3 separate regions of the Ovis aries genome follow, and regions 1 and 2 are each linked to region 3. A link is a contact called in public Hi-C data. All regions are on one chromosome and are shown on one strand. Each heading gives the region's core, a stretch centred on a gene start, on an enhancer-like site or on the middle of the called end of the contact. The rest is flanking DNA. Distances are from core to core; before and after follow the strand shown.

What was found. A called contact is a pair of places that touch in the nucleus more often than the background predicts.
Region 1: a Hi-C map of hypothalamus shows a contact between it and region 3, with 6 times the contacts expected there. The contact joins the enhancer-like site here to the promoter of FUT8 in region 3. A contact is called at or near these places in 5 of 16 Hi-C or Micro-C datasets (blood, hypothalamus, omental adipose tissue and 2 more).
Region 2: a Hi-C map of hypothalamus shows a contact between it and region 3, with 2.4 times the contacts expected there. The contact joins the enhancer-like site here to the promoter of FUT8 in region 3. A contact is called at or near these places in 7 of 16 Hi-C or Micro-C datasets (blood, hypothalamus, mixed tissues and 3 more).

Annotation. Positions count from the first base shown.
Region 1 is chr7:75,399,987-75,403,723 of ARS-UI_Ramb_v3.0, forward strand. LOC121819990 (a long non-coding RNA gene) reads left to right here. Exons shown (of 4, transcript XR_009601268.1): 3 at 1,904-2,123. Among named protein-coding and RNA genes, the nearest start is that of MAX, 110 kb to the left of the region's middle. Within about 2 kb of position 2,420, at least 12 of the 54 cell types and tissues checked have an H3K27ac peak or open chromatin away from gene starts, as enhancers often do. A contact at or near this core is called in hypothalamus, where this site is marked.
Region 2 is chr7:75,349,036-75,353,037 of ARS-UI_Ramb_v3.0, forward strand. No RefSeq gene overlaps it. Among named protein-coding and RNA genes, the nearest start is that of MAX, 54 kb to the left of the region's middle. Within about 2 kb of position 2,201, at least 5 of the 54 cell types and tissues checked have an H3K27ac peak or open chromatin away from gene starts, as enhancers often do. A contact at or near this core is called in hypothalamus, where this site is marked.
Region 3 is chr7:75,575,766-75,579,843 of ARS-UI_Ramb_v3.0, forward strand. It overlaps FUT8 (fucosyltransferase 8), which reads left to right and starts at 1,831. Exons shown (of 13, transcript XM_042252632.1): 1 at 1,831-1,932.

The DNA of each region.
Region 1 (3,737 bases), core at 1,170-3,669, 180 kb before region 3:
CTTGGACAGTACAAGCTGAAGACTGGAGGCATGGCCACCTCCAGACACAGCTCTGTCTTATTTCTTTTTTCTTCCTGCATCAATTCCGTCCTCCCTCGCTTCCCCTCCTTTGATTGCATTCCCCAGAGAGCTTGCACTCAGGTCTCTGTTTTACGCTCTGCTCTCTGCGACCCCTAAATCCTTTTGTACAGGAGCTAGTGGTGCACTTGATCTTTTTATTTATTTATTTTTTTTGCACTTGATTTTTGGAATCTCAGTGCAAGAACTGAGACGGGAATTTGTCACAAGCCATCTATTGAAATTTCTTTTCTTTTTAATTTCTGATTATGTCATTTAACTGTGTTATCTCTCCTTCCTAGCCTTGAGTAACTTATAAATTTGATCATAAAATTTATTGGCTTTTCACAGAAAGCCATCAATAATCAACCTCTGTAACCTCATCTCAGGCTTCATTCTTGATAATTACCCTCCTGCAGCTTCACCTCCTACAAGTGCACAGACGGCCAGGCTCTTCCCTCTCAAGCTCTTGTACGTGTTCTTTTTCCTGGGTGGAATACTCGTCCCTCAGATTTTTCGTGTGGATAGTGCCCTATGATGCTTTGTTGGTTTTTTTAAGCCGCTAAGTTGTGTCTGACTCTTTCAGACCCCATGGACTGTAGCCCACCATGATCCTCTGTCCATGGGATTCTCCAGGCAAGAATATGGGATTCGGTTGGCATTTGCTTTTCCAGGGTATCTTCCTGACCTAGGGATCAAACCCATGTCTCCCCCATTAGAGGAGGATTCTTTACCACCGAGCCTCCAGGGAAGCCCCTATCATGCTTTAGGGCTTAGCTCAACTCTCACGCCTCAAAGGGGACCTCCACGACCACTGTGCTTACGTCAGATGGCACTCACCCACTCCATGGGTACCACGGATCCATTCATTTGTTTGCCTTTTTATTGTCCATTGCCCTAATTAGAATGAAATCTCCAGGAAGGCTGGGACGAATTCTCCAGGAAGTCTGTTTTCTTTGCTGTTGTCTCTAGCACCGGTCCAAGTTCTGACACCTGACGGGGGCTCAATCAGTTTTTGATACATCCTTTCCACTTCTGCACCGGATCCCATCCCCTCTCACCTTCTCAAGGGCATTGTGCCACTAACACTCCTCGCTATCATCATCATCCCTTATTAGGATCATTCCCATCAACAGACAAAACACACTATAATTTCTCCTACTTAAAAAAAAAGCAAAAAAAATAACTGCTCTTAACCCACATCCTTTTTCAGTTGACACACTACATATTTCATATGTTGTATTTGTTGTCTGTCTCCTGCATTAGATGAGAATCTCCACAAGGGAGAGGGTTGTGTCTGTCTGCGGCTGCATCTCTAATGCCTGGAAAACAGTGCTCACTCACTAAAAATGTGGTCAATGTATGCATCATTTTGCAGAATGAATGAATTTATGAAACAAAAGAGACTTTCTTAATCAATAGAGAAAAAAAATCAGTCTATATCTGGAGCAATGTCTAGATAGCTTAAAAGATAACATTCAACTAATAAGCAATATACATAAGAAAGATTTGCAGGGGTATGTAGTAGCTATCTAATTGTGTCAGTGATGTGGGGAAGAATTTTATTCCACTCTGAGGTACTGCCTTCTAATGTGGAAAGCTCAACAAGGCAGTTTAATGGAGAAAGGAAAAACTAGTGACAGGCTTCTGAGCATTAAGATAACAGCCAGCCTTGTCTTAGAGACGAAAAACTGAGGCTCAAAGGTAGTAATTTTTCTCAGTCTCTGTGTTCTCCCCTTTAATGGCCTAGGACATAATTATCTATAAAACATATCCAGATAACCAACTCACAGTAAAAGGGAAGTTGTTGTCCTTAGAAATTTAACACCACCAATTTCTTTTTAAGGCTGAGTGCCAAAGAATTAATGCTTTTGAACTGTGGTGCTGGAAAAGATTCTTGAGAGTCTCTTGGACAGCAAAAAGATCAAACCAGTCAATCTTAAAGGAAATCAACTGTGAATATTCATTGGAAGGACTGATGCTGAAGCTGAAGCTCCAATACTTTGGCTACCAGATACCAAGAGGCAACTCGTTGGAAAAGACCCTGATGCTGGCAAAAATTGAAGGTAAAAGGAGAAGGGGCGACAGAGGACGAGATGGTTGGATGGCATCACCGTCTCAACAGACATAGTTTGAGCAAACTCTGGGAGACAGTGAAGGACAGGGAAGCCTGACCTGCTACGGTCCATGGGGTCCCAAAGAGCCAGACACAGCTGAGTGAACAATTGCTTTCCGCAAACTTGACATGCAATAATAGAGCTGCCCAGGAGGTGGCGACTCGCCTTTCTCTCCAGGAGGTCTCCACAGTAGCAGGCCACTGAAGGGCGCAGAGCTACTGGGGCCTGGCTGGGTCAGCCAGGCAGGGCCTTCAGGGAGGAGAGCCCCTAAACAAGGCTCTGCCTCAGAATGCTCCATTCTTGTTGGCTAAACCCCCATAAGTAAAATAATTGCTACTGAAAAAGATACAGTTTTAAAGCTTCAGATGCAAAAGAACTACAGATCTGGGATGGTTGGCAGGTTCACAGTCGGGATATTTATCTCAAATTCAGGGAGTTTGAAAATCTAGGACAGCTCCTTGGCAACCCAGTACTGACGGTCCTTTTGTTTGACTTTTCTGAGGCAACAGCCTCTGAGAGCCAACCAGATTTTCTCCATGAGAGAGACTCAACCTGGCCAGCATTCTACCGCAGGAATTATGAACCTGAGATTTGGGGTCCACATGGGGTCACTCTGAGTCGTATACAACTGAGCAACTACCACACAACCCCTATAAAGGGGCGCTAGTGGTAAAGAACCTGCCTACAATGCAGGAGACCCAGGTTCCATCTCTGGGTTGGGAAGACCCCCTGGAGAGGAAATGGCCACCCACTCCAGTATTCTTGCCTGGAGAATCCCATGGACAGAGGATCCTGGTGGGCTACAGTCCATGGAGTCGCAAAGAGACACAACCGAAATGACTCAGCACGCACACACACAAGCACACACACACACAAGCACACACAACCCCTGCAACTGGGTGTGGGATCGTGTGTGAGGGTTGGAGGTGGGGGGTGTGTTGACAGATACTTACAGTTTCTAGAGAAGAAAGCGCATTGTTTTCATCAGTCTTTCACAGAGCTCCATGATTCAGAAAGAGGAACTACTCTGAAAATCTTCCAGCCTTTCTCCCCAGAGGCCTTGTGGACTCTTTACCCCACTCTGTCCCCTGAGATACTCCAGTTCTCCAGCTGTCATTGAGAGGGGCATCAGGGATTGGCAAAGAGACAGAAACATCAGTTATTTAAACAGAGAGGGTCATCTAATGATTGGAACTAAGTGTAAAGTTGTTATCTAGGTAACAGAAAAGGCAAAAAGAGTGCACTAAGGTATCACAGGGTCAGCAACTGCAGGAGCAGCCCCCACCCCTAGGACCAGGTGTGGGGAGAGGTGGGAAGTGTTAAAACTTAGAAACCTGAAATCAGATGTTGAGGAGGAGGTTCTGCTCAGCTGAGCTGGAATCTCTGAGCTACAGAGGGGTCCAGGTGGTTTGGGAGGGGAGAGTGGGGGAGGAAGGGTGTGGGAACCCGGTGTCTCCCGGGAGAGGGGAGTGTGACGAGGCTGTAAGTGTTGGGGAAATGGCGAACTGCATACACTCCTGCATAAAAACTGCGTACCCATTTTGCTACAAGATATGCCTTCAC
Region 2 (4,002 bases), core at 951-3,450, 230 kb before region 3:
TCAGGGTAGTGGATACATGCGTGGGCTCTGAAGTCAGCGTCTGGGCTTCCCATTCAGACTGTGTTGCTTATGGACTCTCTGACTTTGGACAGGTCATGAAGTTTTCCTGTGCTTGGGGATAACTCTGGGGCTTGACTTGGTGTGAAAATCAAGCTTGGTGTGAAATGGGAGGAGACTTATAAAGCCCTTAGGCTGTTTTGCAGGTAATAAGTAGTTTATTACCTATTAATTTGCTTAGTAACTCATTTTTCTTAAGGAACTCACAGCTAAATTCAGCCCAGTGCTCTCTAGGCCTCATGATCTGAACCTGAGTGCTCAAAATCAAGGAGGTTTCCTGTCCTGAGCAGTTTAACCCTTGCACCATAAGCTCAAAAGACTTCAGGGCCAACAGGGTGCAATAAGATAGAAACAGTGGGGATTCCGGCACTGTCTGACGCAGCAATAGATGTGCAGAATGAGTATAACCAGATCATCTGATTTTTCAAGAGAAGCAAGGACTCCAGATTTTTATGTGAAATATCCCAATTGATGAATCTTGTCAACTAATGTTGTTGTTCAGTTGCTAAGTTGTGTCGGACTCTTTGTGACCCCATGAACTGCAGCCTGCCAGGATTCCCTGTCCTTTACTATCTCTCAAAGTTTGCTCAGACTCATGTCCATTGAGTCGATGATGCCATCCGACAGACATGAATTAAGTTTTATAAAAAGCAACACAAAAGAAAACACTGTGGGAACAAAGTCAAACATGTTTGTGGGCTGCATCCACCTGTACTACCAGTTAGCAATCACTGGATAAGGCTTAAGGTAGTGGGTGAGGGGGGTGGGCTGGGGTGGTTGTGGTGCATGCTCCTGGGGGTAGCAAGGTTAATCCCATGACCAATCCTTTGGAGAGCCTTGTCAAAAGCGGGTGTATTTCGCCTAATTGATTACTTTCTCCCTTGGGCTGAGTTAAGTAGCAGTCTTTGCTCTTTCTATAAAGAATCAATTCTTCGCTTAAGTAGTGTTGAAAGTTTCTGGATGAAAATTAGAATGACTAGGATCTATCTGCAGCCCTGCAGTGTGACTCCTGGCAAGTTTCAGACTCCTACTCACCTCCAATACAGGCAATGCAGTAGTTTTCTTTAAGACCATCAGTGACTGTTGTCTTCCTTCTATTCAGAAACTTGCTCAGAGAAGGAGGCTTCACTTTTTGAGTGTCAGGCCAAGAGCCTCCTTCATTGTTCTACATTTGATCTGCCCCACTCCTAACTTTGAATTATTCTTTTCATTGCTTGCTTGTTTCTTAACACTCAAGAATCTTTGGAAATATGCATACCTGTAGTACAGTCCGGACAGTGAGTTAAAGCAGGCACAAGAAGCATGTCATTTTGGGTCCTTTGAGAAACAGACACCAGGATGGACACCTTTTTTTTAAAAACAAACAAACAAACATTGATTTATTTATTTTGCTGTGCTGGCTCTTAGGCGCAGCGTGTGGGATCTAGTTCCCTGACCAGGGAGTGAGTGTGGACCGCCTGCATTGGGAGCATGGAGTCTTAACCACTGCACCATCAGGGAAGTCCTGGAAGGACACCTTTGGAGAATAAAGGGCAGAGGAGCAGAGGTTGGTGAGAAGAGCCTTCAGGCAACAAGGCAGGCCTGAGACTTGCCGAAGGAGAGAGGGCAGGAAAGAGGATTTGGGTCGAAAGAACCTTAGACTGGAGCTCAGCTCAAGAAAGTCTTGGCCAGGCTGATCGGAAGCCCAAGAGCAGAGGCGTTTCCTGACCAGGCTGTTCTCTGGATAAAAGAATTAGGTGCAGTCTCTTCTTTCTGCCTTGAATACGTGGAACTGGAATTGTCCTCCTATGACTCTAAAGATGGTGGAACAGAAATGAAGAAAGAGGCTGAGTTCTTGATGATATTACTGAACTGCTGCTTGGTGATGTCATTTATGCCTATTCTGGGCTACTTACTAGATGAGAAAAATAAACCTATCTCCAGATTTCTCATACAAGAAAAACAAACCACACTTCCTTGAAGGCTCTATTAGCTGAGTTTTATGTTATTACAGCCCAAACACCAAAACATCAGAAGAACTTGGTGTGACCGAGAGCCCAGATGTTGATGATGTCATCTGGCTCCACGAGGACAGCTGTGCCTGGAGCTAGCTCAATGCCCAGGACTTTTCGGTTATAGAGACAGTCCGTTCTCGTTCTGCTTCAACAGTTTAGGTTGGATTTTCTGTTGCCTGAAATGAAAAGACTCCTCATATAACTATTAACAGATAGCCAAGTAGACCAGTGAAGTTTTCCAGCTCCTCTCAGTCCCTCCTCCATAGCTTTTGGTGAGAAAGTGAGAATGTTAAAGGAAGGAGAGAAGAAAAGATTGACACGCAGTAGTAAGACTTGAGTTAGTCTGACAGAAGATTGGTATGCTTTTATAGTTCCGTGTCCAGAACTTGCTAGCTTCCCTAGGGTCCTAGCTTCCCTCCTCAGGGCTTTTGTTCCAAGGTTTGCCCTTGACACCTTGCAGGCACCTGCGAGTACTGCGACTCAGTTTCCCATTCCAAGCAACCCAGCGCTGCATTTCTGGGATCTTTTGTTCTCCATGATTCTTCCTTAGACGTAGCATGACCCATGCCTGTTAACCCAGCTCCTTAACCAGTCTGGTTTCCCTTGGTCTAAGGGCTATAACCCCCTGGTACTTACTGGTCTCCAGGACTTTCATCACTTCTGAGAAGGGACCATTTAGTCCAGTCTTGGTGTGGACCAGCATTAATAGGCAATTGCCACAGGGAGATAATACAGGAAGATAAATGCTAAAAATATACAGTGAATCACAGAAAATTACATCTCTTAAACCCTACAGTGTATTCCTATTGCCATAGCAACCCCCGGCTAGTAAAGACAGAGCTGATTTATCGCTGGCTTCCCCCAGCACTCAGTTCTGCCAGAAGCACCTCCAGCCTGTGGTGGGAGACCCAGTGAGGAGAGAGATGGGGACATCACTGATCCGGTGTTTTCTCCCCTCCATCCCTTCCAATGTATTTCTGTAGTGAAGGAACCTGAGTTCCTTCCATTGCAACCCAGATTGTCTTCCAGTGCCTTTTGTAAGATGAGGGTGACTGTTTCTAACCTCTGACAAAATATCCTGCATCCTGCCAACACGAATCCCCGTGGCAGCAGAGGGCTAACTTCCTGGAGGAGTCAGTGTGTATGGGCACGTGAAGAGGCTGTTGGTACTAGGCTGGTCTGAATGGAGGAGGGGAGGAGTCCACCTCATTCCTTCTCTTTTCCTTTCCTTCGCCTCTCCGCCCGCCGTTCTCTTTCCCCCACTTCCCTGCCTCTTCTCTCTCCTCTGCTATTTCCTTAGTAGGTCCACTGTGACGTGGACTAGCTGGGAGATGGGAGGAGTCAAGCTTTGACCATGAGTCTGGTACAGAGAGAGAAAATACAATGCACTTTAATAAGCATTTTGCTATTCCATTGGCACTCTAAAATTCATTGGTACATAATGTTTATTTTGTCATAATGTTAAAAACGAGATTCCTGATTGATATTGAAATTTTCATAGTTTGGAGGAATATTCTGGACAAGTTCTGGAACATCCTCTCTCAAAAATAGCCCTGCCTGGACATGTCAAAAGGACAAAGGAGAGAGCTGGAAGTTGCTCCCACTGGTCAAATTGCCATTTGGCAACCTTCATAGTAGTAATTGGTTCAGGCAAGAGCTATCAGTGGAGGTATAAGCCAGTGGGTAAAAATTTGATGAAAAGCAGTATTTTTATACAATCTCAAAGTTCCTTCTCATAAAATATGTATTGATTTCACAAATAAATATAGTAACTTTGCAGTGGAGAGGCTTGACAAGACCCCACCTGAAACAAACCGTCCAAGTTAGCATCAAAAGGGACAAATCAGTATCATGCCTCTCTGATGTGATGTGCTAAGGGCACACGGTCACCTCTGTGGTACTCCTGCCAAAACCGCAAGCTGAATCTAATTGTGAAAGAACATCGGAAGGT
Region 3 (4,078 bases), core at 581-3,080:
GAGTAAGAAGAGATGGAGGGTCCAGAAGCATAGAGGGAGACTGGAGCTTCTGGAGAAATCAGCCTTTGACAGAGATGTCTTTGGTAGCCAGAGATGTTTAGAATCTTTTGGGGATTTTTTTTCCTGTCAGAAATTTAACCCAGCAAGAAGGCAGAGTTTCAGTAGTAACCTCTTTTGTAACAGTAAATGAAATGTGTTTTTTAAAAGCTGCAACTGTTGGGAATTTTCTTGAAATTCATTATTGGCCCAGACCTTAATGTGTAAAGATTGGTTCTCAAAAATCAGTTGTTTAACTGATATGGTGGCCACTAAATGCTGGACATGTCCTGGAAAGGGCTGTGTTCTGTCAGTGACTGAGATGTACATTGACTCAACAGAATGTAATCCAAATTGTTAAAGGACTAGTTTCTGAGTATATTTATTTTACAGACAGCAAATTATCTGGTTTGGGCTTCCGAAGAGGTGGGTTCAGTCCCTGGGTGGGGAAGATCCCCTGGAGAAGGAAATGGCAACCCACTCCAGTATTCTTCCCTGGGAAATGCCGTGAAAAGAGGAGCCTAGTGGGCCTGGTGGGCTATAATCCATGGGGTTACAAAAGAGTTGGACATGATTTAGCCACTAAACAACAAGAAGACAAGAACCAGCCTATAAATGTGCAAGAAATTCCAGACAAACATTCTTTGGACAGATTTCTTTTCTTTTTTTTTTTTGAGCAGAAAGAGGTAGAGAATATAAATATTTCACTTCCTAGGCTTTTGGAAAGGAAAAATGAAGGCAATATTAAAAAACCCAGGAATTTTGAGGCAAATGTAAAGGAAAGCTTTGAAACTGGAGATCTTAAAGTTAAACATGCTTGCTAAAGTATTGTTAAAAAGTACTGTTTAAAGTAAGAAAGCAGATATCGACCTCGCCTCTGACTTCTAAAAAGTACCTAGAGTTTGACTGTTAAAACTTTGGCCTTTAATCTATCTTACTATGGCATAAATCTAAAATTTCTGTTCAATTCCAACTGAGGTATGTAGCCATTATAGCAGACTTTTGTTCAGTTTATTAACTTAGCGCAGAAACCTCTGCAGTGAGCGATAGCAACCACGCATAGGATAAATGATGGATGAATGATGGAATATAAACGCTAAGCTAGAATATAGTTCTGGCTCTGCCAGTATATATTTTTGTGTAACCTTAGATCAGTCACTCTACTTTTTTCTCAAATTTCTCTTCTTACAGGGAGACAATCATAAAAATGACTGGAAACTACCACTTCACTGAGAGCTTTTTCTTTAAAGGGCTGATGATAAAAACCAATCGCAAGGTCCAGCAAACCTCTTTCAGAGGAAACTCAACTTCTTGAGGGCAGGGAACTTTTTTTATTTTTGAATTAGCAGAATCTTATTTGTATTTCTGTAGTACAGTTTCTGGACTCTAAAAAGGTGTCAACAAGTATTGTAAATTTATTATTAGGCAGATTGCAGTCTTGGCAGCCTCTTAAATCTCTTTTCTGTGATCCTTTCATACTTGGCATCTAAAAGGCCGCCGATCTTCGCTCTGTGATAGGTTCCCAAGGCATGTACTTAAAAATATCCAAGTCTAGAGAAGTCATTCTTGTCTTTACTGGCACCATTTCGCTTTCTCAAGGTATTGCACCCAGGCTTGGGATCTGGGTCCGGAGGCTACAGGGAAGAGTTCGGTACGGGAAGCTCATCCTCCCGCCCTCCGATTGGCTGACCCGCACTCCACTCACGCGGTTCGTGTCTCTGATTGGCCTCCGTAGCACCCCCCCGCCCCCCCCGCCTCGGCTCGCGACTACTTTGTGTGCCTGGGCGGCGCGCTCAGCTCCTCCGGCTCAGCTCGCCGACAGGGCTGGACTGGGCTAGCTCTTCGGCCCACTGCTCTGCATCGCGGGCGCCAGGAATTTTCCCGAGTCCGAGCCGGGTAGGAAGCATCCTAGGGAAAAGCTGCCTCCTCCGCCCCATGTTCTCTTTCCCGTACTGAATAAACTTCCGCCTTGGAGGGGTTGTTGCAGCCGCGGGTCGGGGGGAGAGGCCAGGCACCGAACCCAGGCTCTCATGGGGGAGGGGTCTTTCTGTCCAGGCGAATGACCAGCTCTCAAAAGATTAAACCGGGCTTCGCTATTCGCATGGGAGTGCGATGCCATTCTATGATCGTGCTTTGCAAGCTGCAGCGGAGCGGCCAGACCTGCGCTACGGGGGCTGAGCAGCAGCGATCACTCCTAAAAAGTAGCAAGGAGCCTGCTTCATATCTCCAGTACCAGTGGTACTTAAGGGCCGCGGGCTGATCTGGCACGGGCCGATCCGTTTCCCGGCGGTTGAGAATACGGCATTCCCCGGAGGTGGCGCTCCCGGGAGTGGGGAAGCCCGGCTCCGCTCGCGCCTCCTTCAGCCTCTGGCCTTCAAGCGGTAGAGGGCGGCCTACACTCGTGTCGGAGTCGGCGCCCGTGCGCACACCCTGCTGCCCCTGCTAGAAGTCTTCCCGTCCCACTGTGGCTCAGCCCGGCAGTCGGACGCTGCGGCTACGCGGTCCACGGGCGCGGCGAGAAGGGGGCGGGGAGAAACCCTGGCACAGGCGGGGGTCGCCGTAGGAGGCAGGGGCCAGCGCATGCGCGCCTTCTCCCAGAAGCTTGGGACGCCGAGGGGGCGCGCGCTCCCATTCGCGCGGGCACGCTTGCGCTAGCTGAGGCTTCCCCGCCTGCGTTCGCGGTCAGAGCCGCTCAGGCGCGTGCGCGTGTTATCTCCGGTAGACCCGAGTAGCCCGGTTCTCCTCGCTCCAGGCCCCCGCCCCTCGCCGCCCCCCGGCCGACCCGTCCCCTTCCTCTCCTCGCGGAATGGGGCCGGCGCTGCTCGGGGTCGCGCGCCCGGGACCCGGCTCGTGCTCGGTCTCGCGCTGTCAGCGACTGCCTGGCTCGCGCCGCCTCGCGCTTTCCCTCAGTCAGTGGCGCCGAAGGCTCCGTTAAGCAGCGACGGCGGCGGTTCCTGTTTCCGTTTCTTCCTCTCCCTTCAGTAGGGAGTAGCATCCTCCACCCAGCCACCCCTCCCACTTCCCCAACGCGGGGCAGCTGCGGCTGCGGGCTGTAGCGGCGGCGGCTGCTGGGGAACGGCGGAGACCGCCTCTGCTCCCGCCTCGGGTAAGGGGGCGTTTGGGAGCCGGGCCCCGCGCGCCCCGGGGTCTGGAGGTGGGCAAGCGCGGGATCTCAGGAGGCTCCGGGGAGGTGCCTGCTGGCCGTCGCAGCTCTCTTTCCCCCGAGGAGACCCCCGGGCCTTTTGCTGCCACTGCTGCTGCTTATGCAGCGGCTCCGGGGAAAGTGGGGAGGGAGCCCCCGGGACCCTCTGATGGGTGCCTTTGCGCGGCCGCGGGGGTGCGGGGGGGTGGGGGCGGCGGGCAGGGGACTAGGGACTCCTGCCGCCTCGGCCGGGCGTGGAGCGGCTCGGCTGCTGCCCTCGGCGTCGCGCATCCTTGGTTAGGGCAGGGGCTGAAACCGAGGACAGGAGATGGGGGCAGGGGTGGGAGGTGTTCCTCGTCTCCTCTGCTCTCACCTGCCCTTTCTCCAGCAACTCGCTCTCTGGTGTCACAGACTGTGAGGAGGAGCATGCTTGTGCTTTAAGGGCTTTCCTGAGGGGTTCTCCGGCAGGAAATCGGGGAATGGACCCGTGCAAAGATCCGCTCCCGGCGAGGGGCCAGTGCCAGGGCAGTTTCACGGCTTGAGTGCCGCTGCACCCTCGTTTGACGTGGAAATGATGAGCTGGCTGCTTTAGAGCTCCAAACTTATTTGGGAAGGTTAAATGAGTTCCTAAATATTTATTTATTTAACCTCCAGTTAAAGGAGGTTTGTCCTGCAAGAGTGAGTGGGCTGCCGTGTGCAGCACCTGTTTTTTTTTTTTTTTTTTTCTCACAGTGGGGATTGCAATCTTCAGCTACACATAACGTCAGAGACGCAGTGTATTTCTTAAGTTAAATGGCAGTGTCATGGTTAGAATTTATCCCTGGTGAGCTTTAGCGTTTGAGTGAGGCCTTGGATAGAGCAGGGTGTTCTTTCTTATTCCCACATTTGAGTTAGTTTACA